5 separate regions of the Mus musculus genome follow, and regions 1, 2, 4 and 5 are each linked to region 3. A link is a contact called in public HiChIP or PLAC-seq and promoter capture Hi-C data. All regions are on one chromosome and are shown on one strand. The core of a region is the stretch at or near the end of the contact, and the rest is flanking DNA. Distances in the headings are between cores, read along the strand shown. Region 1 holds the start of Rpl26 (ribosomal protein L26). Region 2 overlaps Stx8 (syntaxin 8). Region 3 holds the start of Pik3r6 (phosphoinositide-3-kinase regulatory subunit 5). Region 4 holds the start of Pfas (phosphoribosylformylglycinamidine synthase (FGAR amidotransferase)). Region 5 has its middle 17 kb from the start of Rnf222.

Evidence for each region. Promoter capture Hi-C pulls out the DNA fragments that hold promoters and counts their contacts. HiChIP or PLAC-seq counts read pairs in DNA pulled down with a chosen protein or histone mark.
Region 1: a contact with region 3 is called in an H3K4me3 HiChIP or PLAC-seq map of neural tube, with 4 times the contacts expected there. The contact joins the promoter of Rpl26 here to the promoter of Pik3r6 in region 3. A contact is called at or near these places in 4 of 39 promoter capture datasets (the C10 cell line, cranial neural crest and second pharyngeal arch cranial neural crest) and 1 of 115 datasets of contacts at active chromatin or transcription factors (neural tube).
Region 2: a promoter capture Hi-C map of the SN4741 cell line shows a contact between it and region 3, with 2.7 times the contacts expected there. The contact joins the enhancer-like site here to the promoter of Pik3r6 in region 3. A contact is called at or near these places in 11 of 39 promoter capture datasets (the 3T3-L1 cell line, the C10 cell line, the SN4741 cell line and 5 more).
Region 4: a contact with region 3 is called in an H3K4me3 HiChIP or PLAC-seq map of bone marrow-derived macrophages, with 3 times the contacts expected there. The contact joins the promoter of Pfas here to the promoter of Pik3r6 in region 3. A contact is called at or near these places in 3 of 39 promoter capture datasets (cranial neural crest, maxillary cranial neural crest and second pharyngeal arch cranial neural crest), 1 of 115 datasets of contacts at active chromatin or transcription factors (bone marrow-derived macrophages) and 1 of 9 other capture datasets (liver).
Region 5: an H3K27ac HiChIP or PLAC-seq map of microglia shows a contact between it and region 3, with 5 times the contacts expected there. The contact joins the enhancer-like site here to the promoter of Pik3r6 in region 3. A contact is called at or near these places in 4 of 39 promoter capture datasets (the 3T3-L1 cell line, the C10 cell line, cranial neural crest and 1 more), 3 of 484 Hi-C or Micro-C datasets (cerebellum, uterus and ventral hippocampal neurons), 4 of 115 datasets of contacts at active chromatin or transcription factors (bone marrow-derived macrophages, cardiomyocytes and microglia) and 1 of 9 other capture datasets (pancreatic islet).

The regions. Positions count from the first base shown.
Region 1 is chr11:68,898,093-68,903,328 of GRCm38.p6, forward strand. Rpl26 (ribosomal protein L26) reads left to right here and starts at 3,474. Exons shown (of 4, transcript NM_009080.2): 1 at 3,474-3,532; 2 at 4,178-4,350; 3 at 5,087-5,227. The coding sequence starts at 4,183.
Region 2 is chr11:68,028,530-68,033,250 of GRCm38.p6, forward strand. All of the region lies in intron 6 of Stx8 (syntaxin 8), which reads left to right. Among named protein-coding and RNA genes, the nearest start is that of Stx8, 64 kb to the left of the region's middle. Within about 2 kb of position 2,397, at least 106 of the 459 cell types and tissues checked have an H3K27ac peak or open chromatin away from gene starts, as enhancers often do. A contact at or near this core is called in the SN4741 cell line, pre-B cells and trophoblast stem cells, where this site is marked.
Region 3 is chr11:68,499,518-68,504,337 of GRCm38.p6, forward strand. Pik3r6 (phosphoinositide-3-kinase regulatory subunit 5) reads left to right here and starts at 3,502. Exons shown (of 20, transcript NM_001081566.2): 1 at 3,502-3,730.
Region 4 is chr11:69,005,448-69,010,109 of GRCm38.p6, forward strand. It overlaps Pfas (phosphoribosylformylglycinamidine synthase (FGAR amidotransferase)), which reads right to left and starts at 3,013. Exons shown (of 28, transcript NM_001159519.1): 1 at 2,956-3,013.
Region 5 is chr11:68,869,402-68,874,201 of GRCm38.p6, forward strand. No RefSeq gene overlaps it. Among named protein-coding and RNA genes, the nearest start is that of Rnf222, 17 kb to the right of the region's middle. Within about 2 kb of position 2,595, at least 138 of the 459 cell types and tissues checked have an H3K27ac peak or open chromatin away from gene starts, as enhancers often do. A contact at or near this core is called in bone marrow-derived macrophages, microglia and uterus, where this site is marked.

The DNA of each region.
Region 1 (5,236 bases), core at 2,224-4,723, 400 kb after region 3:
CAGCGTGGCCTGGGCTGCAGAGGGAGACCTTCCCAGACCACAAAACGGCAGCTTTTTTCTCCTTCCTTCCTTCCTTCCTTGGCGCATACACAGGCCTCTCCCACTGTCACAGGAGCCTGGAAGCTCCATACTCCCCAGTCTAGGCTCACCAGGCAAGCTCAGGAAACTGCGTATCAGACCAGATTCTGGAACTAACTTCCCTGGCTTGAGTTTCCAGAAACAGCGAAAAGCTGATGTACAGAGACATCCTCACGCCCCGCCTCACCCCCACCCCACCCACGCCGCTCAGGTGAACAGACAGTGGCTGTGTTCCTACACACACCGCATCCCATCTTCCTGGGTATATTCTATTCTGTTTCTTTGTTGCCTCGTGTCTCCTCTTTCTGGGCAAAGTGCTCCTTCAGAGGAGGAACTTACAGAACTGGGCATGGAATTTAGCAGTGAGCCCTACATATAAGATAAGCACTACATAAAAAGTAAATTAAAGCTTGTATCATGCACACCTATACATGTATAGTTCAATTAAATGTGAAATTGGGAGTGGAGAGGAATCCCTGCTTTGATGCAGCTTAGCTTTACCAAGACCTGCTTCAGAATGCTCTGACAGGGATCCCTTTCAGCCAGGTGGTGGCGCACACCTTTGAACCCAGCTCTTGGGAGGCAGAGGCAGGCAGAGCTCTGTGGGCCAGCCTGGTCTATAGAGTGAGTTCTAGGACAGACAGAGCTACACAGAGAAATCCTGTCTTGGGAAACTAAAATAAATAAAGGGTCTCTTTCGGTCAGGTTAGAAGGCAGAGAGGAAGGGCGTGAGCCAGACATCCAACAGACACTGGCGAGATAAGCAGACCATAACTAGACTACAGGCAATTTGTATCACTGTAATTTAACAATCTTATCGCTGTATGAAGTGGCTGTGCTGTCCCAACCCTGACCTAAAGGCTTCATTCTGATGAGTCAGAATCTGCTGATGGGGGAACCAAGGCGGCGCTAGTCAGGGCAGGGTGTCCCCAGAGAATGAGGGGGGTCCTGGTGGAGGGGAGATTGTTAAGGAAACTAAAAATGCTTTCCCTGAAAGTAAGCTGATGAGTCTGAAAGGAGGAAGAAAAGCACAGAGGGCAGGAGGCATGGGCAGCTCCTATCGCCCTGTGACCTCTGGGCTTCCCTCTAAATGGCACAGAACTTAGTTCCCGGAAAATGCCACTTGCCTGTCCTCAAGCTACCCCACTGCCTCGAGGAGCTAAGTGTAACATTCTTCAAACCTCACCCAAGGGTGACCTACCTCACTGCACACACCTCCCTGACCCCAAAGCTAAAGACAGCGGGTTCAAGCTTCCTGTGATCCCAAATTGCTGCTTCCCGTGCCTGTCTCCCCTCTTGGACCATGACTTCCTGCAAGCACAAACCGGGAATTATTTTGTCACCCCGGTATTCTAGGCTAGCTTATGAAGGACACACCACAAGCATTTATTGAATAGAACTGCTGCAGGTTTTATTCAATTTTTCCTTTTCTTTATCTTTTCTTTCTTTCTTTTTTTGTCTTGGTTTTGTTCTTGTTTTTCAAGACAGGGTTTCTCTGTGTAGCCCCGACTGTCCTGAAACTCACTCTGTAGACCAGACTGGCCTCAAACTCAGAGACCACCCCCCTTCCTCTGCCTCCCAAACGTTGGAATTAAAGGTGTGCACCAGCAAACCCAGCTTTCAATTTTTCAGTGACATATAAAATTGGGGCTCTTTCTCTTACAGAATATTTGACAACACACTATTTTAAAATCATGAATACTGATGACTCTATTTTGAACCCTCAAAGGTATGATTTCTCGCTCTTCAACTTGACAGTTTGTAGGAACTGTCATATCGAGTTTCCCAAGACAGGATTTCTCTGTGTAGCTCTGATATCGAGTCATATCGTTTCTAGGGGGACCCGGAGAGCCAGCCTCATAGGTTCTAAACTTCTCTAGAAGTCATAGGTCCTGTGTCCCTTTGCACCTTCCTGTCACTGCTCCGTACCTCAGTTATCCACTCTGTAAACTGAGGACAGTACACCTGCATCAGCCTAAAGACGTTAGTGATGTGAAAGGGTATAGAAGAGTGTGTCCTGCCTAGTGTTCCGTAAGCTCCCTGTATCTTAAGACAGTATGTGCCTCCTGTTAGCATGACGGCTATATTATCTACAGAAACCGATGCCTCCGAACCCATTTGCAGAGAATCGGATCCCCTTGACCTACCTCCATCAGATCTGGAACCGAGAACTCTCAGGAGGGGGTTGAGGTCATAGTTTTAAAGGGTACACCTGTCTGCGATGAGAGTGTCCCCCCACCCCGTGTCTCTTTCTTTTCTTTCTTCCTTTCTTTCTTTCTTTCTTTCTTTCTCTCTCTCTCTCTTTCTCTCTTTCTCTCTTTCTTTCTCTCTCTCTCTCTCTTTCTCTCTTTCTCTCTTTCTCTCTTTCTTTCTTTCTTTCTTTCTTTCTTCCGTTCTTTCTTTCTTCCGTTCTTTTTCTCTTTTCATGTTTTCAGTTTTTCGAGACAGGGTTTCTCTGTGTAGCCTTGGCTGTCCTGGAACTCACTCTGTAGACCAGGCTGGCCTCGAACTCAGATATCCGCCTGCCTCGCCTCCCAAGTACTGAGATTAAAGGCAGGCGCCACCAATGCCGGCTTTTCCTTTTTTTTTTTTTTAAATTGGATATTTTCTTTATTTACATTTCAAATGTTTTCCCCTTTCCAGGTCTCCCCTTCGGAACTCCCCTATCCCATCCCCTCTGTCCTTACCTCCCCCACCCATCCACCCACTCCCGTCTTCCCGCCCTGGCATTCCCCTACACTGGGGCATGGAACACCCTCAGGCCCAAGGGCCGCCCCTCTCACTAATGTCCAACAAGGTCATCCTCTGCCCCGTTTGTGACCGGAGCCTGTAATCTTTTGTTGGTGGTCCAGTCCCCGGGAGCTCCGGGGGATCTGGCCTCGGGTCTGTTTGTTTAAGTGTGATTTGAACCGGCAACTTGGCATCATCAGGGGGCCAAGACCTATTTCCGTCCAGGTGAGGGATGGTCTCAATTTCGCAGAAGGACCCAGAGTAGTCTACCCAGATGTGGGGGCGGCCGGCTGGGGCTAATTATAAGAACTAACTCCTATGGGTCAAGTCACCGAGGTAACCGTCTGGCCAAGGTCCCAGAGCCACTCGGCGCCTAAAAGTAGGTCTTGCGCTTCGCCCGGAGCCCAGGAATGAAAGGGTGAGGTCCCCCAGGTCCTCTCACGCCGGCCTACCGTCCCTAAGCAACCCTCTTCATCCCAGGAGCACTGCCTTCCCCAGAGGACTAAGCCTACCACGCACACCTCCGAGGGATGACGTCAGGACCCCTCGCAGTCCCCCTCCGAGCCGCTAGATGTCGCTAAACTCCCATTCCTAGTTTCTTCTTTTCTCCCAACCTCCTCTCCCCTTTCGCTCCGAGACTCTCGCGAGATCTCGCGGCAACTTACAGAACCGGAAGTCGCGTGTAGTTCTCTTTCCTTTTGCGGCCATCGGTGGATCGCAGCCGGTGAGTTCTCGGCGGGTTGTCGCTGGTAATCCGCAGCCATCCGCGGCGAGGCGAGGAGGCTTTTCTGTCCCGAGGCCCCGAGACGGCCTTGCTGGCCCGGCATCAGCCAGGGAGCCGAACTGGGGCGGGCTCGGTCCGTGTCTTTCCTAGCCAGGGCCCGCGGGGCTGGAGAGGGTTAAGGGGACCAGGTTCGTGGACTCGAAGGCCGGCGGGGCCCATGGAGATGGAGTTAAATAATCATAAGCCCCGGGTCAGCCGTGCGGTTGCCCTCTCGCCAGTTGGGAGGGCTTGGAGATCCGCCCTTGCTTCCATGCTCAAGTGGGGGGCAAAATGCAGAGCACCAGAAGCGGTAAATGAGAAGGTAAAGACCGACGCTGTGTAGGACCCTCCCGGGATGCTGAAGTTGGAAAGTCAAGTTTAAAAGTAGGATAGGTGTTACTAATGGCAGAGTCTTCATCTTGTTTTCAGTCTTTAAAGACGAAAAAACCCTCAGATGGGAAGGTCTGGAGTAACCGAGCATGATACCTTCCAGTGAACGTTGTGTGCTTTCAGAGTGGAGTTGATGCTGTTTAGGGAACTGGTTGAGACTTGAAACGTTAAAGGGTCTTCTGGTTTTTGTTTTTGTTTTTTTTGTTTGTTTTTAAGCCAAAATGAAGTTCAATCCCTTCGTGACTTCTGACCGAAGCAAGAACCGCAAACGGCATTTCAATGCGCCCTCTCACATTCGGAGGAAGATCATGTCTTCCCCTCTTTCCAAAGAGCTGAGACAGAAGTATAACGTTCGGTCTATGCCCATTCGGAAGGATGACGAAGTTCAGGTATGTGTCCTTGCTTGGCGAGGCGAAGCTGAATGGAATTTTACGATTATTTGGGGGGCGCGGGGGGGGGTGAGAAAACCTGCATTTGATGTATGAAAGGGTTGCTTTGCATCAAAAGAACTGGAAAGCAGTGTGCTTTTTGGTCCTGCCTCAGCGGTTTGCTAATGTCTTTGTGTGGGGTTCTATTAGCTCTATTGGGGAGAGATTATCTGTAGCTGTAATTTATAGCTAGTGATTGGTAAGTTCTGGAAGTCTTTAAAAGAACGCAGGGTGGGTTTCTTTGTGTAGGTAGCCCTTGGCTGACCTGGAAAAGAGATAAGATAGAGCCCTAGGATAAAGGGTGTGCACTTCGAGACTGGCACATCTTAACACTTTTTAAGAATACTTAATAAAATGAAACACTTCTTTGGGAGGATCGACATGGGTTGAAAACAGCTATAGGATGGCAACAGTCTTGATTTGTCTGTTATTTAGAAAGCCTTTCTTTGCTATAGGTGATTGGCCTGGTTTGTTTCCAGTCTGTGAAGATGAAAAGGTTGGGGATTTAGCTCACTGTTCACATAGTGCTTACCTTGTATATACAGGTCCTGGATTTGAGTCCCAGTAACCCCATTCCCACCCCAAAAAGGGGACGTGTGGGTCTGCTGGAGGTGCACAGTGTATGAATGATTCGGCAGTTCTGGTTCTCTGGGTTACACTCTAGCCCTTGCTCAGTTTTTTTTTCACTTGCACTCAGGTTGTTCGCGGACACTACAAAGGCCAGCAGATTGGCAAGGTGGTCCAAGTGTACAGGAAGAAGTACGTCATCTACATCGAACGAGTCCAGCGAGAGAAGGCTAATGGCACAACCGTCCATGTGGGCATCCACCCCAGCAAGGTGGGTGTT
Region 2 (4,721 bases), core at 1,147-3,646, 470 kb before region 3:
AATAGGTGACCTCCCCACTCACTTTTCTAAAGACTGTCATACCACTCGGCCTCCTGAGTAATTGGCACTGCAGGTACAGGCTACCATGCCAGTGAGGAAGGTACTGCTGTCCTCTGTTGATAAGTAAAACGACTGCAGGGTGGTGGTGCTGCACACCTTTAATCCCAAGCACTCAGGAGGCAGAGACAGGTGGATCTCTGAGTCCAAGGGCAGTCAGGGCTACACAGAGAAACCCTGTCTGGAAATACAAAACAAAACAACAACAACAAACGAATAACAACAGTCTTAGCTCAGCATCTAAAGTGGCTTTAATTAATGATTCTGTGACAGGGGCGGAGCATTCTGGTTGAAGAACTGGGCTATATCGTGGACAAGCAGCCTTTGTGGATAGAGAACAGGAGTGAGGCCCGAGCTATTGTGTGGCTTGCCTTGTTTGAGATAGGTGTCTGCTTAGAGTGACTGAAGCTCAGCCCCCGTGACTGAACACCTGTGCCCTGTGCTTTCTCTTACATCCACTTTGCTTGAGCAGTCGACTGTGTTGGATTGGTCCCTTGTTCAAATCAATGGCTTTCTGTAAATTGTATTTCACATATAGAACTGTGAGGTGAAACAGTTTCTAAAACAGTCCTTCAATTCTTAGCTGGGTTTGGAAACAACCAAGGGATTCTAATCCTTGCCAGTGGTGTCTAGAAGCCTCCTGGTCCTGAGATAACTCAGCCTGATGGGGACAGGGACCTCAGCGGCAAGTGTGTACACACCCATGCAGGGGCGGGCATGAATGAGGCTGGGCTTCCTATGCCTGTGAGCAGATGGAAGCCGGCCTTCCAGATAAGTCCAGAAGTTAGGAAATGGCAGGTTTATGGGAATACTAATTTCTTCCGTCCCCTCCCAAGAATGGGATACTCAGACCACCCACCTTGGTCCACAACATTTTTAACATGCATACCTAAGTTTGTATTTTTTTTTCTTTTTCTTTCAAATAAGTATCTCTGGATAAATCAAGTTTAGACATTTTCAGCTTCACTTCAGAGTCCTCATTTTTCATACTGTTTTCAACAGAAGCCCCACTTTATCTGGGCCAGCATTTTATGTGGATTTATCGTCATCCATGCCTCTTCTAATTGGTGTGTGTGTGTGTGTGTCTGTCTGTCTGTCTGTCTGTCTGTCTGTGTCTACCATCACTGTGTTGGGGGGGTGCTATGATTTTCACCATTAAAAAGCTTTAATGTTTATGGTTGCTTTTTTTCCACGGAAGTGTGGTTTTTTTTTTTTTGCTTGTGAGATCTTTTGAAAACCTTTGAATGGTACTAACTTATTTTTCTTCTCTTCCTTGTATCCTTCCTGCTTTTTCTTGGCAAGTTTTGGGTTGTTCATCTCAGAGTTTTTCTTTCATGCTGTTGTGGGCTGAATTATGCCTTGCCCCATTCACATGTCGGTGTTCTGACAGCCTACCCCTAAGAATGTAACTGTATTTGGAAAGAGCTTTTTAAAGGGGTAATTAAGTTAGAATGAGGTCAGTCGGCTGGGCCCTAATCCAGTGTGACTAGTGTCCTTTGTAAGGTGAAGAAACTGGAACAAGACACATATGGAGGGGGACCCTGGGAAGACACGAGGGAGACACACCATAGAGGGCCTTAGAAGCCAGTCTTGTGATGACAACTTGATCTCTGGCTGCAGTCTCTGGTCTCCTGAGAAAGGAAGGTTGTTTTAGGCATGCAGTTTGTAATGAGCTCAATCTCTGCTGCTATGATTTTCCTTACATCTCTACTAATGTTTTTTTAAAATATTTGTTTGTTTATTTATTTATTATATGTAAGTACACTGTAGCTGTCCTCAGACACTCCAGAAGAGAGAGTCAGATCTCGTTATGGATGGTTGTGAGCCACCATGTGGTTGCTGGGATTTGAACTCCTGACCTTCGGAAGAACAGTCGGGTGCTCTTACCTGCTGAGCCATCTCACCAGCCCTCTGCTAATGTTTTATCAGCACTTTAGGTTTATGAATGGAGGACCATGTTGACACATATAGCCAGCTTTTTAAATGGTGGCAGATCGGGTTACCCAGAGGGCTTCTTTCTTGCCTGGGACAATGTGCCATGAATCTACAAGTACTTAGGTTCTACCCGGGCATGCTTCTCATGGGCTAAGTAAGAAGAACACGCAAGCAGAGTCAGGGCCCTAGAAGTGATGGCATTAGAACGTTAACCTAGGGGGAAAATGCTGGGAACTTTCACCTAGGGTGACATGGCTTCTTCATTGACCTCTTATTACCCTGTAGCTAGCTCAGAGCCTCTGACTCATTTCCTTGCCTGAACACCAGCTCCCAAGGGCCTTCCATTCACAGCAGTCCTTCCTCTCCAGAGAGAGCTGGCCAAGGGTTGCAGCTGGGGGTAAACCCTGGAGGCTGCAGCCCACACAGGGCAGGGCTCAGGGTAGTTGGGCCCAGCTGCTCCATAGAGAACTCTGCACACAGGCCTGATTCCTGCCTCACAGTCACTCTCTGTGTAGAACATTCTGTGGCTGCCAGTAGCCATTGACTCCAAGCCTGGCGGGTCTCCAGTGCTCTCTAGTTGGGAAGAAAGAGCTTCTCTCTATAGCTATGTGTGTGTGTGTGTGTGTGTGTGTGTGTGTGTATGTGTGTGTGTGTGTGTGTGTGTGTGTGCGCGCGCACGCGTGCATGTTTGTTTCAAGTTGGAGTTTCCCTCCGTTGTGGTTTGTCCATACAGCCCAGGTCTCGTCTTTGAACAAGTGAGTCTTCTGAAGGACTTGTTCATTGATAGCTCTCCTCTGTGTCTCTGTGTCTGCCATTCTTAGAGAAAAAGGATCATCTCTGCAGCGTGGTTGTGCTCTCTGGAAGGAAGGAGGCAACACGCTGAACTCTACTGTCTACAACTCAAAGGCATGTTTTTATGAATTAACAGGAGCTATATAAAGTATTTTACCAAAGTGGCTGGGTCTCTGGAAGCTTTGCTAGAACAGATGTTTCATTTGGAGTCCGTGGAAGTTGTTTGCTTGGCTTCCTATGAGTGGCACCCCACCTTATCACCTGCTACCTTCATGGCTGAATTTCCCTAAAGTAATACAATTAGGGAGATGAGGAAAGGTAATCCTGTTCCTTGTATTCGTAGTTTTAGGTACTTGAGGGTGGACAGTCTTTGTCTATAGACAGAGGCTTGTTAACAGAGTAGGAACGAATGGGGGAACAGGAAAGACAGTCTGTCATTCTAACTACTGTCTGACTCTCCCTGGGCATCCAGCAGTTCCTGATGCTCCACAGGTCTATAGACTCAGTGTCCCCAGACCATCCCAGTGTAGATACAGCTATTAAGTCCTAGATGTCCCTAGGCACTTCTATCTGCTTGGCTACAAATTCCCGTGACTCTTCTTCTGAATTGGGTACTTTATGAGAACATTCACAGAGCTCAGGAAGGTGCCGTGCTTATAGGGTTTTATTGTAGTAGTTGCCACTCTGGAAGAGCCAAGTAGTGTAGTGAATGTGGCAAGGTGTCGGGGAGGAGGTGCAGAGTCTCCATGCCCTTTCCACGTGTGCCGTGCTCAGAGCACATCCATGTGTTCCCTGCCCTCAAAGCTGTCAGGACCTTGCTGGTGGGTTTTCGTGGAGGCTTCAGTACTTGATTGATCATTGGCCATGGTACAACCAGCCTCCTTCGCCACCACTGAAGGTGAGCTTGGGCCTGAAACTTTCAGTGCTCTAATCATGCATAGAGCTAGTCCTCCTCTCAAATTACTTAAAGGTCTCCTAGGAATCATCTCCTTGCCACAAATCTAAAAGCATTTCTTAAAGATAACAAAAACTACTCTTATCAGGGAATTCCAAGGTTTTTGATGTTCTTGCTAAGAACTAGGGGGTAAAGATGAGAAATATACTTTTATTATTATTATTATTACAGCACAGCTAGGAGCCAGTGTCTGTGAGTCTGCTGAGTATGCAGAAATGATTGCTTGGCATGGGTGTGGTACTTGTCACATGGCTTTGCTGCTGCTAGCTTTAGTTTTGATGATGAGCTGAGACCATTGAGCCACAAGGACTTTGCCTTTTCTAGACTATGCCTTCTTCATTTCTTTCTGGGCCCATAGTTGGTTTATGTCTTGGGACAGCTCGGGTAGGTGACTCATCGGCCTTCCTTTCCCATGGGCTTCCCCACAGTTCCTACTTGATCTCTGAAAAGGAGGAGGCAGCCACAGTCCCTCCTACTGTAGCAGCTGAACCAAAGAATGCACCTCAGCACAGCACAGCACAGCACAGCACAGCACAGCACAGCACAGCAAGCAGAAAGGATCCAGTAGCATCACAGATGCAAAGAGTAGGTCTCCCTGAGCTCCGCTCCTGCCGCTCTGCACAGTGGTTTTCTTCCTCAGTGCCTTTGTAGGAAGAAGGGAGGGCTAAAGCTGAGTTGGAGCCTCCCCAAGTTTGTAGCCCCCACGTCTGTGTAGGTGACACTTTTACAATCTTGAGTGATTGTAAGGCGACACAGAATTTGAGTCATTCCTGACATGTTCTAAGGTCAGACATGGCAACGAGCTGCATTTTTCTTTCCTCTTTCCTCCAAAGATGCCCGAAGGTTGGAGGTTCTGGCCCTGGGTCCTGTTGCAAGGTTTTGTGATGACTAACAGTCATTGCCAACTTAGCAGGATCCAGAATCACAGAATCTAGAAGATGATCTCTGGATGTGATTGGGAGCTTTTAGGTGAAGTTGATTT
Region 3 (4,820 bases), core at 2,252-4,751:
GATACGCAGATCCTTGGGAAGAGAACTTCCTGTTTCTATGTGTTTATGCGTGTGTGTGTGTGTGGGGGGGGGGATGTGGGTAGATCTGCTCCCCCCTCCCGCCCCCCCCCCATTTCTGAATCTCTCTCTTCACCTCTTTCAGTAAAGTCCAAGTACAGAAAGCTGCCTCTCCAGGCACAAACCATCCTCTGCCTCCTGCCTGAGGCACAGGAAGTTTCTTCCGTGTTCTACCTGCAGGCACACTTGAGGCTCTGAATAGCCCCTGGAAAGGTAGTTGTGGCCACAGCTGCTTCAGTGAATGCCAGCTGGGTTAAACCCACCTCAACCACACTTAACTCTGCACTGGTCAGGTGTTCTCGACCCTCGTGTTCCTGTTAGCTTCTGTGTGCCTCTTCTGACCCTGTGAGGTTGGCATTGTTATACCCATTCTACAGGTAGGGAAACTGAGACACAGAAGGGTTGAAGAATATACTTATGGTCCCTCAAGGCCAGATAATGGCCTCCAAAAGCGCCATACTTAACAAAGCCATCTCAATACATCACAAGTGGTGGGGTAAACTGAGGCCCAGAAAAGCAAAATTCACGGTTGTATCTGAGGCTGTCTTCGTTGTGATGGAATTGAAGAGGAGAGCTCCGGTCTCCTGATGGAAGGGATACTCTGTTCCCCCTCAGGAATGATGGGAGCAGGCTGGGGGAGGAGCCAAAGGAGGGAAGCTTTGGTAGAGATGGTTTGTCCTGCTCCAAGCAAGTCTGGGCTGCCTGAGCTCAGGGGATGGTGGCCGGGAAGGAAGCGTGAGTGTAGCTTCGGGCCTCAGTGGGCACCTGGACTCACGTGTACATGCTGATACGCAGACACGCATAGGCATTAAGAGAACTTGTTAAAAGTTTATGCATAATCCAGTTAGACGGCTTAGTGGGTGAAGGCGCTTGCAGCTAAACCTGATGACCTGAGTTCAATTCCCACATGATGACTCAGAAGCTGGCTTAACCTAGTCCCCCTGATGCCTTTGGAAGGGTAGAGGACAGGGTGTGGGTGGCTCAGGGCAGCCCTACCCCATCCATCCACACCCCTGAGGGAAGGGGCTTAGATGGTCAGAGAACAGAGGTCTCAGGCTGGAACTGGGCTCCTCTGGAGAGCTGAGAAGCTGGGGGGCCTTCACAACCAAGCTCTCCAACACCTCAGGGTGTAGATGACTGAGGCCCAAAGACAGCCAGAGGTGTGTTAGCAGGAGTGTGTGTGTGTGTGTGTGTGTGTGTGTGTGTGTGTGTGTATACACTTGAACAGTCCCCTGAGAGTACCTTTGTTGTCATGAACCGCCCTGGGACCCTCTGTGCTGTTGCTGGAGAATTATTGTAGGTCCAGGGGAGGTGGGTGGGGCTAGACAGCCGGTCTGTGTCTACACCCTACCTGAAGATGGGCGGGGCTGTGCAAAGGCACAGGTGTGGGGACAGATCTTTCTCATCACCGCCTCCTTCCCTCCTAGTCCTCCGTGGAAGGGATGGGTCTGGGACTGTCCTCAGTCAGTCACCGGGCTGCCCCGCTATATGGTTACCACACCCACACCAGCTGCAGAAACGCTGCTGATAAGAGCGGTGCGGCCACAAGAGCAGAGGCCAGCTTGTGATTTCCGATTCAATTAGGCCGAGACTGATAAGCGGGGCTGCCCGTGGAGGCTGCACGGGTTCATGCTCTCAGCTATTACACACTGGGTTTATTCATTTCCACCACTCCCCCCACCCCCACGTCTGTCACTCGTGTGCTCACTTTCCACTTGCTTTACTGAAGGAGCCAATCTTTCTCTTCACATGGATGTGGTGACTAAAATCTGAGGACCATTACTATCCCAAAACTTACTGGGCAGGAGAAGGCGGGTCGGGCAGGCAGGCAATGGCCTCAGAACACCAGCGAAGAGGGAAGAGACGCTAGAGAGAATTAACCCCGGGTATGTGGGAGAGTCTGGAAAAAAAGTAGGGGGAGGGAGGCAGAGCCAGAGAAGAAATGACACTCATCCCTGGACTGTGTTTTTCTAAAGGCTTTCTCTTAAAAAATGAAGGCAAGACTAGAACCTAGTGAGGGCCTTACAAGGATGTCAAACAAATAAAAACCAGTACTTCCAAAGCTGCAAGCGATAGAAGCCCACATTAAAAAAAAAAAAATCAAAACTTTAATCTTTAAAAGGCAGGGAAATTTGGATCACATAGATGAGCTGACTAGAAGTAGATTAGGCAACAGGGTTTTAGGCATGACTGGATCTAGGTGCTTCAAAGACAGTATCACTATTGATCTGCCTGACACTCTCCAGAGCCAATTTACCAATAGGATGTGACCATAGAGTCTGTGACTTTTTAAAAGAGGCCTAAAAAGTGTGTTGGAGATGTTCCTGTGTTTTTTATTTCAAGTCTGAGATAGAGGAGGAGGGGAAGAGGGAGGTGGAATGAGAGGAGGCCAAGGAGGTGGAGCTTCCTCTCAGTGCCCAAACTGTCCTTCCCTAGCCTTGACATTTGCCACCACTGACCACTGGTCCCTTCTTGACATTCCTGCCCAGCTTTTCCTCTTGCCCCTTTGCCCTGTTTCCTATTCTTCCCCGAGAAGAGAGATGACCCAAGAAAAACATTGGAAGGAGAGTCCCATGGCCTCGATGGTTTTTGTTTGTCTGTTTAGAGACAGGCTAGCAATATGCAGCCCTGGCTGGTCTGGATCTGGATATGTAGACAAGGCTGGCCTTGAACTCACAGATCTGCCTCTGCCTCTGCCTCTGCCTCTGCCTCTGCCTCTGCCTCTGCCTCTGCCTCTGCCTCTGCCTCTGCCTCTGCCTCTGCCTCTGCCTCTGCCTCTGCCTCTGCCTCTGCCTCTGCCTCTGCCTCTGCCTCTGCCTCTGCCTCTGCCTCTGCCTCTGCCTCTGCCTCTGCCCCTGCCTCTGCTTCTGCCTCCAAAGCATCTGGATCAAAGGCATGGACCACCACACCTGGCAGCCTGGGTAGTTAAGAACCTTCACTAGGGTGCGGAGAGGCTGCAGTGAGGAGCTACTCAGGGGTGAGATTAAGGAAGTGGCTCAAGGACAGGCTTTGTCACAGCTCAGGACAGAGCCCACAGGCTGGGGAGGCAGTGCTGAGCAGACTTGATGTGGTCTAAGATGCAAATGTGGGGGACAGATGCTGGGATGACACAGGGTTTCTGTTCTGAGGTGACAGAGATGCTGGTTTGGTGTGAAATAGTTCAGCCTGTGCATGTCAGATGTCAGGAGGTTAACAGACATCTGGTCCCTCATGCCCACCGTAGGATGGGACATAAGTGGGGTACCTGGACCTTTGGAAAGGCTAGATTTCTGCTTCAGAACCTCATCAGCATGAGAGTGGACATATCCATCCCTTGTGGAAATGTTCATCCCTCCAGACAGGTCACTTGCATTAGGCCAGAATAAGGAACCCCCAGGGACAGTGAGTGACCACACCCACTTCTTTGAAAAAAAAAAAAAAGCCTCAGCAGGATATGCCTGGGAGGGGCTTTGTGGGCCATGAGGAAGGGGAAGGGGAAGGAAGGGGAGGGACAGGACTAGCTGTGTGAGGAAGAACTTTTTCTGCAGATCTCTAGAGTGGACAGTCAGGACGACAAGCTCTCTTTGGCTCCTTTGGGACATCTGGTCCTTGGGGTTGCTGGCCTCCTGAACAGGACCTCAGGAGCTCATTGGCTGGAGGGTCTGGGGACGTGGACAACTGTGGTCCAGCTAAGGTAGGTTCTGACTGGGGCAGAGTGTCTGAGGAGGGAGTTGGGAGAGACAGGGCTGGACCCAGATGAGGTTCAACATGGAAGCGGCTGGTGGATGAAGAGCCCTAAGGAGCCCACGTCTCAGAAGGCTGGTCCTGCTGTGACAGTAAGAGCACCTGCCAGCTATTTCTGTTCAACCTATTTTCCAATGAGGAGAGGACCCAAGATCTTGTGAGGAGACCTTTCTTGTTTTACCCCTCGAACTCTGTGCCTGTTAGCGATAATAGGGTAAGGCCAATGCTGTATAGCTGTGATTCTTTCAGGAACTAGAGGTTGGGTGGGTAAGTGCTTCAATGCCCATCTTGGGTCAGGAATAGACCAAGACTCAGCGCAGGGAAGTAAATCGCAGCAGGTCACAGAATAAATGAGCGAGCAGGGAGAATCCTGAATCCCTGTCTATGTTGCTTCCAAGACGTCATCTGTCCATCTCTCTTCTGGGTATTTAGTGACTGTCAGGGCTGGCTGGTGTGGTGTGTATGTGTGTGTGTGCGTGCACTCACACTCTCACAGAGAGACCAGGAGGGGGTACAGGGAGGGGCATCTGTGCTCTTAGGTTGTTGGCCTCCTGCTCCAGGGGCTGAGACAAGGCCTTGGTTGTCTGATACAGTAATATAAGGCAAAAAATTGCTGGTGAGCCGGGACTTGGAGACAGATATAGGGAAAGTGAGGTGAGATCAGGATGAAGCTTCAGAGATCGGGAGGGCTTATATGCAGAGGTGAGGCTGGCCCTGGAGCACCCCTGGAGGAGAGAGCCCAGAGTGCAAATCTCAGAGGCAGGTCAGTAGATATATGATTGAGGATGAGGGAGCAGAGACCTAGAGACTTTGTGTGGCAAAAGATGCAGTGTGGGACTATCCTCATTCATTGATTTAGCTCCGGGCAGGTCTCATGTCTTACCAGGCACAGTTCTCCTGCCCATCCTATGTGACAAGGGCTGCAATGGTGTTTCCTTTAAAGCTGAGGAGGGCTGGGGCTGTTGCTCAGTGGCACAGCACCGTGCCTAGCATGCAAAAAGCCCACAGGTTTGTAAATAGGTATGGAGTAAGAAAGAGGA
Region 4 (4,662 bases), core at 1,763-4,262, 510 kb after region 3:
GAAATTTTACTTCACTTTTCCTCTCGTATGACTCAAACTCGACTCATTCAAAACTGAATGCTGCTGAGCATGCTGGCACACCCTTTTAATCCCAGCACTCTGGAGGCAGAGGCAGGAGGATCTCTGTGAATTCAAGGCAAGCCTGGTCAATTCAGTGAGCTCCAGACCAGCCAAGGCTACACAGTATGTACACACACACACACACACACACACACACACACACACACACACACAAATTACTCCACAGGCCAGTGGGATGGTTCAGCAGGTAGACACTTGCCACCAAACTTAGTGATCTGAGTTTGATTCCCAGAACCCACTTAATGGAAAGAAGAAAGCTAACTTTCACAGATTGTTCTCTGTCTTCAAGTGTTTGGGAAGCTCAGATACAGGCGAATACTTAGTGTGCTAAGGTGATGGGCCTGATAAAAAACTTTTAAAACAAAACTGAATTCTTTTGGTATCCCATCCAAGACCAGTATTGTGCAGCTGTCAATCCAGAGGCTACTTAACTGTTCTTATAAGCCCTCTCAGCAGCACGAGATTCAATTAATTTTCTACGTCTTCACCCTCCTCTCGTGGCTCTAAGCACACCATCATCCTCCTGAAGGTCTTTCCCTGGCTGATCCCGAGTCATCCGAGCTTACCCAGCTTCTAACTGTTAGGTATCCAGGGTTCTGTCCTTATTTCTCTCCCTTTGTAGTAAGTGGTTTCAGCTAGTCCTGTGCTTTAAAGTCTACGTAGTAAAACCAACCAATGAAATCGCCACATTCATCTGTTAATTTAAAATAATTTGATAGCATTCAAACTAATGTTTGCCAAAAATATTCTATAACTTTTCCCAACAGTGAATCTCTAAAACTCCAGATTGGTATATTTAAATACCATCCCACCTACATATAAGGGTGTCATAAATATAGCCAACAAGGGCTGAATATTTAACGCAAAATATTTGTCCAGTATCCATGAAGCCCCGGGCTGGTTTGATTCCCAGGACCATATAAACTGGGCAAAGTGGCACATATGCCTGTAATCCCAGAACATGGAACGTGGAGGCAGGGGGATCCTAAGCTCAATGCCATTCCCAGCTACACAGTGAGTTTGAGACCAGCCAAGACTTATTATTTTTTTTAAAGATGTATTTATATATTTTTTATGTGAGTACACTGTAGCTGTCTTCAGACACCCCAGAAGAAGGTATCTGATCTCATTACAGATGGCTGTGAGCCACCATGTGGTTGCTGGGAATTGAACTCAGGACTTCTGGAAGAGCAGTCAGTGCTCTTAACCACTGAACCATCTCTCCAGCCCCCACAGCCTAGACTTATTGAGAGACTTCTCTTTCTTCTTCCCTTTTTGTTCTTTTGAGAGGAAGAGTTCATGGGAAGGGAGCTGGAAGGTAGGCAGTAACTGTAGTATGGCTGGTGCCCCCAGTCAGGCAGATTGGCTATGCCTCTGCTCTTCTCTATTATAGGGAACACTACTCCATCCAAACAGTTGCAACTGTTTGCACAGGCATAGGATTCAGTGACAAAGCACTTGCCTAGCACGTGCAAGGCCTGACGTTCAATCCACAGAACTAGAAAAAGTAAGACTGACGCCAACCTTAACTACTCTTTTCCCTCAATCTCTCCATATAATCACTCTCCATATAACAACTCTACTTCCACACATACATTAAATCTCTTGCCTTTTCAGGTCTATCACCTCCTGAGTCCACGGCACCACTATCATTCATTTGGACTGATCAGCGTATTGTTTTCTCTGTTGCTGTTGTTTTATGAGGAAAAGGTCAGGTTATCATATAGCCCAGGCTGGTCTGGAAATCAGTCTTCTTGCCACTGCCTTCTAATGTGGAGCCTACCTAGGGGCATGCATCACCACACCCAATTGCACCGAATTCTTCAATGGTCTGATTCCACTACTGCACAACCACATCCTATTTGCCACAGACAGTGAAAAGACCATGACTTCTACACTGGTGAGGTGGCTTAATGAATAAACACTTGCCTCTGCTAGGCATGGTGGTACGGGCTCTGAATCCCAGCAAAGGAAGGTGAATCTCAGGATTTCAGGATTTACATAGAGTTGCAAGTCAATCAGGGCTGTAAAATGAGACCGTTTCAAAAAAACAAAATCAACCAACCAACCACACGAGTTGTTAAATGAACAGACCCTTTATTCCCATCACACCTCAGTTCCCTGCCTCCATACAGTCCTCCTTTAAAAAAAAAAAAAAAGCAAAGGTGGCACATGCCTTTAATCCCAGGAGGCAGAGGCAGGTGAATCTCTCTGAGTTAAAGGCTGGCCAGGACATCCAGGGTTACACAGAGAAACACCCAGGGTCTCATTTAGCTCAGGCTGACCTCTAAATAGCTATATAACTGAGGGTAATTTCTAGTCCTTCTACTCCCAAAACCTCGAGTGCTGTAATTTCTCGTGTTCTTCACAACACCTGATTTATGAGGTTGTAAGACTCGAACCCAGGACCCTGAGCTACATCTGCAGCCCTCTGCAGTTATTTCGTCTATCATTCCCAGCGAAATGTAAGTTTCAGAAATATCGGAACCGGGTTTTATTTCGGCACTGTATTCCCAACGACTAGTATGGTGCCTGATACAAAGCAGGTGGTCTTCACATTTTTCTGATGAATGAATGGTTGGATGAATGAATGAATGAATGAATGGATGGATGAATGAGACCATGAGATGAGGCTATTTCAGGGATGGATGAATGAGACCATGAGATGAGGCTATTTCAGTCTGGTCGTCCACCTACACCGAGTGCCTGCAGAACACGCGCTCCAACAGATGCTCTACCCAAGGCATGTGGATCCAGATGGACCCAACCCGCCCTAATGGGGAAAACGACGCGGCCTGGATTCGGTTTGAATGTGTGAGCAATGGAACCGCATCAGGAAGCGAACTCAGGGAAGGACGCGTAGGTTGTACTCACCTGAAGCCCGCCAGTTTGCGCCAGAGACCCACGAGTCCTTGGCGCGCGCTCGTTGTACGTCATCAGAGAGCGCCACCGCCGGAGAAGCGATTCGCGCGGGCCGGCTGTGGGCGGTGCCAAGGCTCCCCGCGGTGGGTTGGGGCTGTTTGAGTGACAAACCTGAATCTCTTTTAGAAGTCCAAGCCTGTAATCCCAGCACTGGGAGGCCAGAGCAGACAGGAGTATCTTTGAATTCTAGACTAGTCTGGTCCACATAGCAAGTTCGAGGCCAGCCAAGGATGTACAGAGAAACCCTCTGTCAAAAAGACAAAACAGGGGCTGGTGAGGGCTCAGCAGGTAAGAGCACTGACTGCTCTTCCAAAGGTCCTGAGTTCAAGCAACCACATGGTGGCTCACAACCATCCGCAATGAGATCTGATGCCCTCTTCTGGTGTGTCTGAAGACAGCTACAGTGTACTTACATATAACAATAAATAAATCTTAAAAAAAAAAAAAAGACAAAACAAAATTCAAAAAAGAGAAGACGCCTCGAATTTGAAATATCACTTGAGAAAATGTTATTTTATTGATCACTGAAAGTGCCTTACGGCTGGAGGTGACTCTTAACTTGTTGTCAAGTTGACACACAAAACCATCCAGTACACTAGCCTAAATTACATTTAAAAAGTTAACGTGTAAAACTGTTTTGGCTCTCTGTATTTTTCTCCCTTCTGCCTTCTTTGTTTATGCAAGATAAATTGGTTTTCCAAGGTCATTTAATTTAGAACTTCTGTTACTTTGACCTTAATAGAATGTAACAGTCTGAGATTCTCAGACTAATGTAAAATCTAGGCAAAGTACCCCAAAACCCTTTTTAAAACAAAACAAACAAAAGAAAGAAAATTCTTTGTGTAGCTTTGGCTGCCCCAGAACTAGCCCTGTAGACCAGGATGGCCTCCAACTCACCGAGACTCAAGACTGGGATTACAGGCCTGGGCAACCACTGCCCCCTTCACAAAACAGCCTTTTAAAAGACCCTATGCAATACAATACAGCCAGCCTAAGACCTGCAACAGCAAGAAACAAGAGACAATGTTTAAATAGATTTTGGAAATGAAATTTAGGTTCCTTTTATTTATTCAAGATTTATTTATTTTATGTGAGTACAGTGTTGTTCTCTTCAGACACACCAGAAGAGAGCATCAAATCTCATAACAGACGATTGTGAGCCACCATGTGAGTGCTGGGAATTGAACTCAGGACCTCTGGAAGAGCAGTCAGTGCTCTTAACAGCTGAGCCATCTCTCCAGCAGCTCCTTTCTTTATTAAGCTGGTAAATTTATTTATATTGCTCTGTCTTCTGAAAGTAAAGACTTCATCTCTATATACATAGAAAGGCTATGAGACTATATGTGGCATATATGGATATGAGAGTATGTGTGCATATACATATATGTATTTTAAAGATTTACTTATTTATTTATTATATGTTAGTACACTGTAGGTGTCTGCACACACTCCAGAAGAGGGTGTCAGATCTCATTACCCGTGGTTGTGAGCCACCTTGTACTTGCTGGGATTTGAACTCAGGACCTTCGGGATAGTAGTCAGTGCTCTGAATCACTGAGCCATCTCTCCAGCTCTATTTTTTATTTATTATTATTATTTAGTTATTTATTATTATTTTATGTATTATTATTTTATTATTTATTTTATTATTATTTAGTT
Region 5 (4,800 bases), core at 1,345-3,844, 370 kb after region 3:
AGAGGCAGGCAGATCTCTGTGAGTTCAAGCCTAACCTTGTCTACATAGACAATTCCAGGGCAGATAGCCAGGGCCGCATAGAGAGGGCTTGTCTCAGATAGATAGATAGATAGATAGATAGATAGATAGATAGATAGATAGATAGATAGATAAAAATATACAGACAGACATGGATACATAGATACGTTGATAAAACAAACAAACAAGTGCCGGGCATGGTGGCTCATGCCTTTAATCCCAGCACTCGGGAGGCAGAGGCAGGTGGATTTCTGAGTTCGAGGCCAGCCTGGTCTACAGAGTGAGTTCCAGGACAGCCAGGGCTATACAGAGAAACTCTCGAAAAACCAAACAAACAAACAAACAAAAGATGTCCACACGCATATACTATTACAAGCCTAAAAGCATGTGCAAGGGTGGTAGCCATGCAACAGACAGAGGAACCTGAAGGCCAGAAGCTAGCCAAAGCAAGAGTGCTGTGCCTCTGAACTCCAGAAAGGCTCCTGGGATAGAGGTTCTATCTGCTTCAGCAACCATATGGCATGGGCTAAAGAGAAGACGATGTGTTGAAGGTGGTACATTCACAGAACATTTAGACGCAGACCTCACAGTCCAGGGAGTAGGCAAACCAAAGCATTGCCTCACCCCAGCCCAGCAGGAGAAGGAGAGAAGAACTGGAAAGAGCAGCTAAGTCACTTCACCATAAAGAGAAAGGGGGCCTGAGGAGAAAGGACTCCTCCAAGTCCAGGATGTCTCACCCTCCTCCCTGGGAAGCCTCAGTATGTTGACAACCTCCTCCAGGCAGCAGGACCGAGAATTCTTCAATGGGTCTTCCAACCACACAGCCTCAACAATCTATCTCCTAAGAATTCATTCTAAGGAAATGCCGGAGCTGGTATGTGAAGATTGTATGTTTAATGGTGTTTTCTGCAGTACAGCTTACTTTTATAGACTCACACTGAAAGCCTATCACTACCCACAAATCAGTTTACTTTACCAAGCCATGCATGCTACATCCACACATGGGATATGGTACAGCAGTCCAGGACAGGGTGGATATTTGTGAATCAGCATACGATGACTCAAAAGACATTAAATGCAAAGAAGTTACAGGACGGTAAGTAGAATTCAACATTAAAAAATTTATTGAAAGTGTGTATGTCAGCTGGGTGTGATGGCTCATGCCTGTAATCCTCACACTGGATGGGTGTGCACAGGAGGAGTCAGGGTTCAAGGTCAACATCATAGCCTGTCTCAAAAGCATGTGTATTTTGAGGCCAGGTGAGGTTGTTGGGAGCGGGTGAGGCTGCACACACCAGTGATTCTAGCACCCAGAAGGCAGAGGCAGGAAAATCAAGACAGACCCAAGGCCAACCTGATCTGCATAGCAAATTCTATACCAGCCAAGACTAATAGATGTGAGCCCCTGGCTCAAAGGGGACTGACTGGGGGGGGGGGGGGGGCTGGAGAGATGGCTCAATGGTTACGAGAACTTCTGTTCTTGCAGAGGGCTGGGTTTGCTTCCCAGCACCCACATGGAGGCTCACAAGTGTCTTTAACTCCAGTTCTAGGGGATTCAAGTGTCTAGTCTCTAAGGGAACCCATGGATGTGTGCACATACACACCCACAGACATACACATAAAAATAGATAAAATGTCTATGTTTGTAGGTCAAAGTGCTCATATTTGAGGATATACTTATACAAAGATTGTCAGTGTCTCTGCATGGATAGCTTGTATTTTATCAAATAAGATAGTATCATGGAAAAAGTATGTCTAGTTCCATTTAGAAAACGAAATAAAGAGAGCCCCAAGCCTTGAGAAACACAACCTCCTTACAGTGTAGGAAACACTTTCATAACCATTGTCCTACAAGCTCTGGACGAGTTCAAATAAAATAAAAATACTTCGCCATCCATAGGCAAGAAGACAGAACGAAAGAAGCCGCTGGCCCGTCAGGAGTTGAGCGATTTAGAAGCAGCCAAGACTTCAAAACAAGCCCCTCACTTGTTCAGTCCGGCATGACATCATTGCCTCACCCTGATTGTCTCTCCATCAGCCCAGATAAACTTGTCTGAACCCAAAAAGCTCCCCGCCCCTCCAAGAAATACTAGCAGGCGGCCAGGAAATAAAAACCAAATCAAGGTGATCAGGATCCAGATGAGGGAAGATAACTGTGTTTTCAGAAAAAAGGCACCATAGCAAATGCCTAGTGTCACCTATCACAGGGACATAATGGCATTCATCCTAACTGGCCACCATATGGGCAGAAAGGGTTCTCAGACACCAGAAGCCTCCACTCTGGTGTCTCTCAGGCCACGCCCAAGCCCCCCACCCATTCCTTCCCCTCCCTCACTCCAATCCCCCAAAGTTGCAAGGCACCTGGTCCTGGCTCCTCAGCTGATCTGGTTCACAGCAGCACGTGGGGACCACCCGGGGCCAGCTGGGAAAAAGCAGAGGTCAACAGGAAGAAGGAGACTCAATCATGTCTGACAAAAGAGACTCTGGGACAGGAAGTGAGTTTGAGCCAGGAAGGCTGGGGCCTGCTGTCAAGTAGTGAGGCAACCCTGCCAGCCTTGTTACTCAGCTGGAGTTGAGCAAGACCTGGGAGCTTGGGCAAGGGAGTAAGAAATGCCAGTCATAGCTTCAAGGCTCTCCACCTCTGCTGTCTGCGTGTGAACGGCTGCTTCTGGTCCTCTCACCCACTTCTCCCCTCTGTCCCTAAGGACGAATGAACGCTGGCTAACTAATTTAGTGGAGGAGACAAACAGGTGCCAATGTTTTTATGTCTACGCCGGTGCAATAACACAGCAAGTAAGAGCTCAAATTAGGGGTTCGTGGGTGTGGCTCAGTGGTACTCTACTTGCCCAGCCTGGGTAAGGCCCTGGGCTCTGTGGCCAGTGCTCAAAACCAAAACAAACCAGAGAGAGAGAGAGAGAGAGAAGAGAACACAATCTTAAAGGCAGAGAGCTTAGACTTTTCATCCTTGAACCTCGTTTTCCCTCTTAGGAATTGGAGCTAACACCAGTGCTGACTCCTGCCACTGTTTGCCGCTCAGATGGGATAATGTGTATAACTACCTCCATATAAATCCCAAGATCCAGTGAGTCCCTTGAGCTGTCAGCATTGTCCCCTTCCTGCCTTTCCAAGGCTGGTCCATTCCCTAAGTCTTTATCAGATCACGTAAGCCATCCACGTCTCTTGCCTCCACAGTGACTGCCGTTCTCCTGTGCCCATTAGTCTTACCAAATAGAACAGGAGCCATTAGTAAAAGTGGGCACGGATAACACGTTAAAGTTATTGCCTGCTCCTGTCTAGTCTACAAATGTCCGTCTTATGGAAAACAAAATAACAATGCCTTATCTGTTGTTAACAACACAAAACAAGAAGCTTCCCTGGGAAGTCATTTCCCATAGGGGTGTCTTTATTCTCAGAGAAGGCAGGTTTTGTACATACTTGTCTCTAATAGGTGCCTAGGAGGGGCCAGCAAGTACTGGAAGTTAGTCTATAAATATTTGTGGCTCTCAGTGATCTGATGGAAACATGGCCCTATTTAAACCCAGTCCTAAACTGTGAACTGACCTCAAGGGGACAGGATACCTCAGACAGATAGGCAGACATGTAAGGTTACAGAGAGAGGGGTTTACTATAGAACTTACTAAGGAAGTATAGTCTTGAGTGACAGTAAAAACTATAGCTGGCAATCTGGGTCAGAAAGAGGAGTATACTTGTGGGCTGGGACAAAAGTGACTTCATCCTGGCTGGAACATACCTGGTATCTCATAACAAAATATCAAAGAGTCGGGTGTATTCCTGGGGCCAGGGTCTGGTTGTTCAAAGCCCCATATTTGACTTTAATGGTTTTATCTAGTTGTGGTTTGCTGGGAGACCATACAGGAAAAACCGGCCAGGGTTACTCAGGGGCAATCACGGTGGCTATGACTCAAGATGGCTGTGGTCATGTCAAACAAACCCATACCGAAGCACACAGACAAGCTGTACCTGAGCTGAGGGACCCACTGCAACAGGACTAGGGTTTTGCAGGTTGAGGCAAAGCTTTTCATGAAAGCAAGACAAGGCCCCCTGGGCATACTTTAAAAGTGGTTCTCACAATCCCAGAAAGCTCTGAAAGATGGGAAAGGCGTGTGTGCCTAGTCAGGTGATGCTGTGCATTTAATCCCAGCACTTGGAAGGCAAAGGCAGGCAGATCTGAGTTTGAAGCTAGCCAGGTCCACAAAGTGAGTTCCAGAACACGTAGGGCTACACAGACACGCCCTGGAGAGAGAGAGAGAGAGAGAGAGAGAGAGAGAGAGAGAGAGAGAGAGAGAGAGAGAGCTGAAAACTGCCAAGCTGCCTGAAGGCCTCCATCATCTCCACCTCCAGATGAAACCTGCTTAGCCTGCTAAACTCAACTCCCCCTCAAATCATGTTTATCACCTGCTGACCAATAGCCTGGCCCCTGGCTCTCTGCCCCCATCTCCCTGACCCCCTTCTCAGATGATGACGGTCCTGACAGCTGAGATGGCCTCTACTTGATGAGGACCCAGTCCTTGCTTCCTGCAGCATACCTCTCCACCAGAACTGTTCATCTGGCTCCACTCTCCAAGCTTCATCGAGCTTTACTGTGTGCTAGGCACTGGGTGGGGTTTAACCCATTCTGATTTAACGTCAAGACACTCTGTAAGGCCAAGGGTATTCTCATTTACAGATCTGAAAACTGAGCCCCAACATGTTCACAAAAATTGCCCAAGGAGACACCACTCAGTTGATGGATTCAAAGTAGCCATTTGCATTTATCTATAA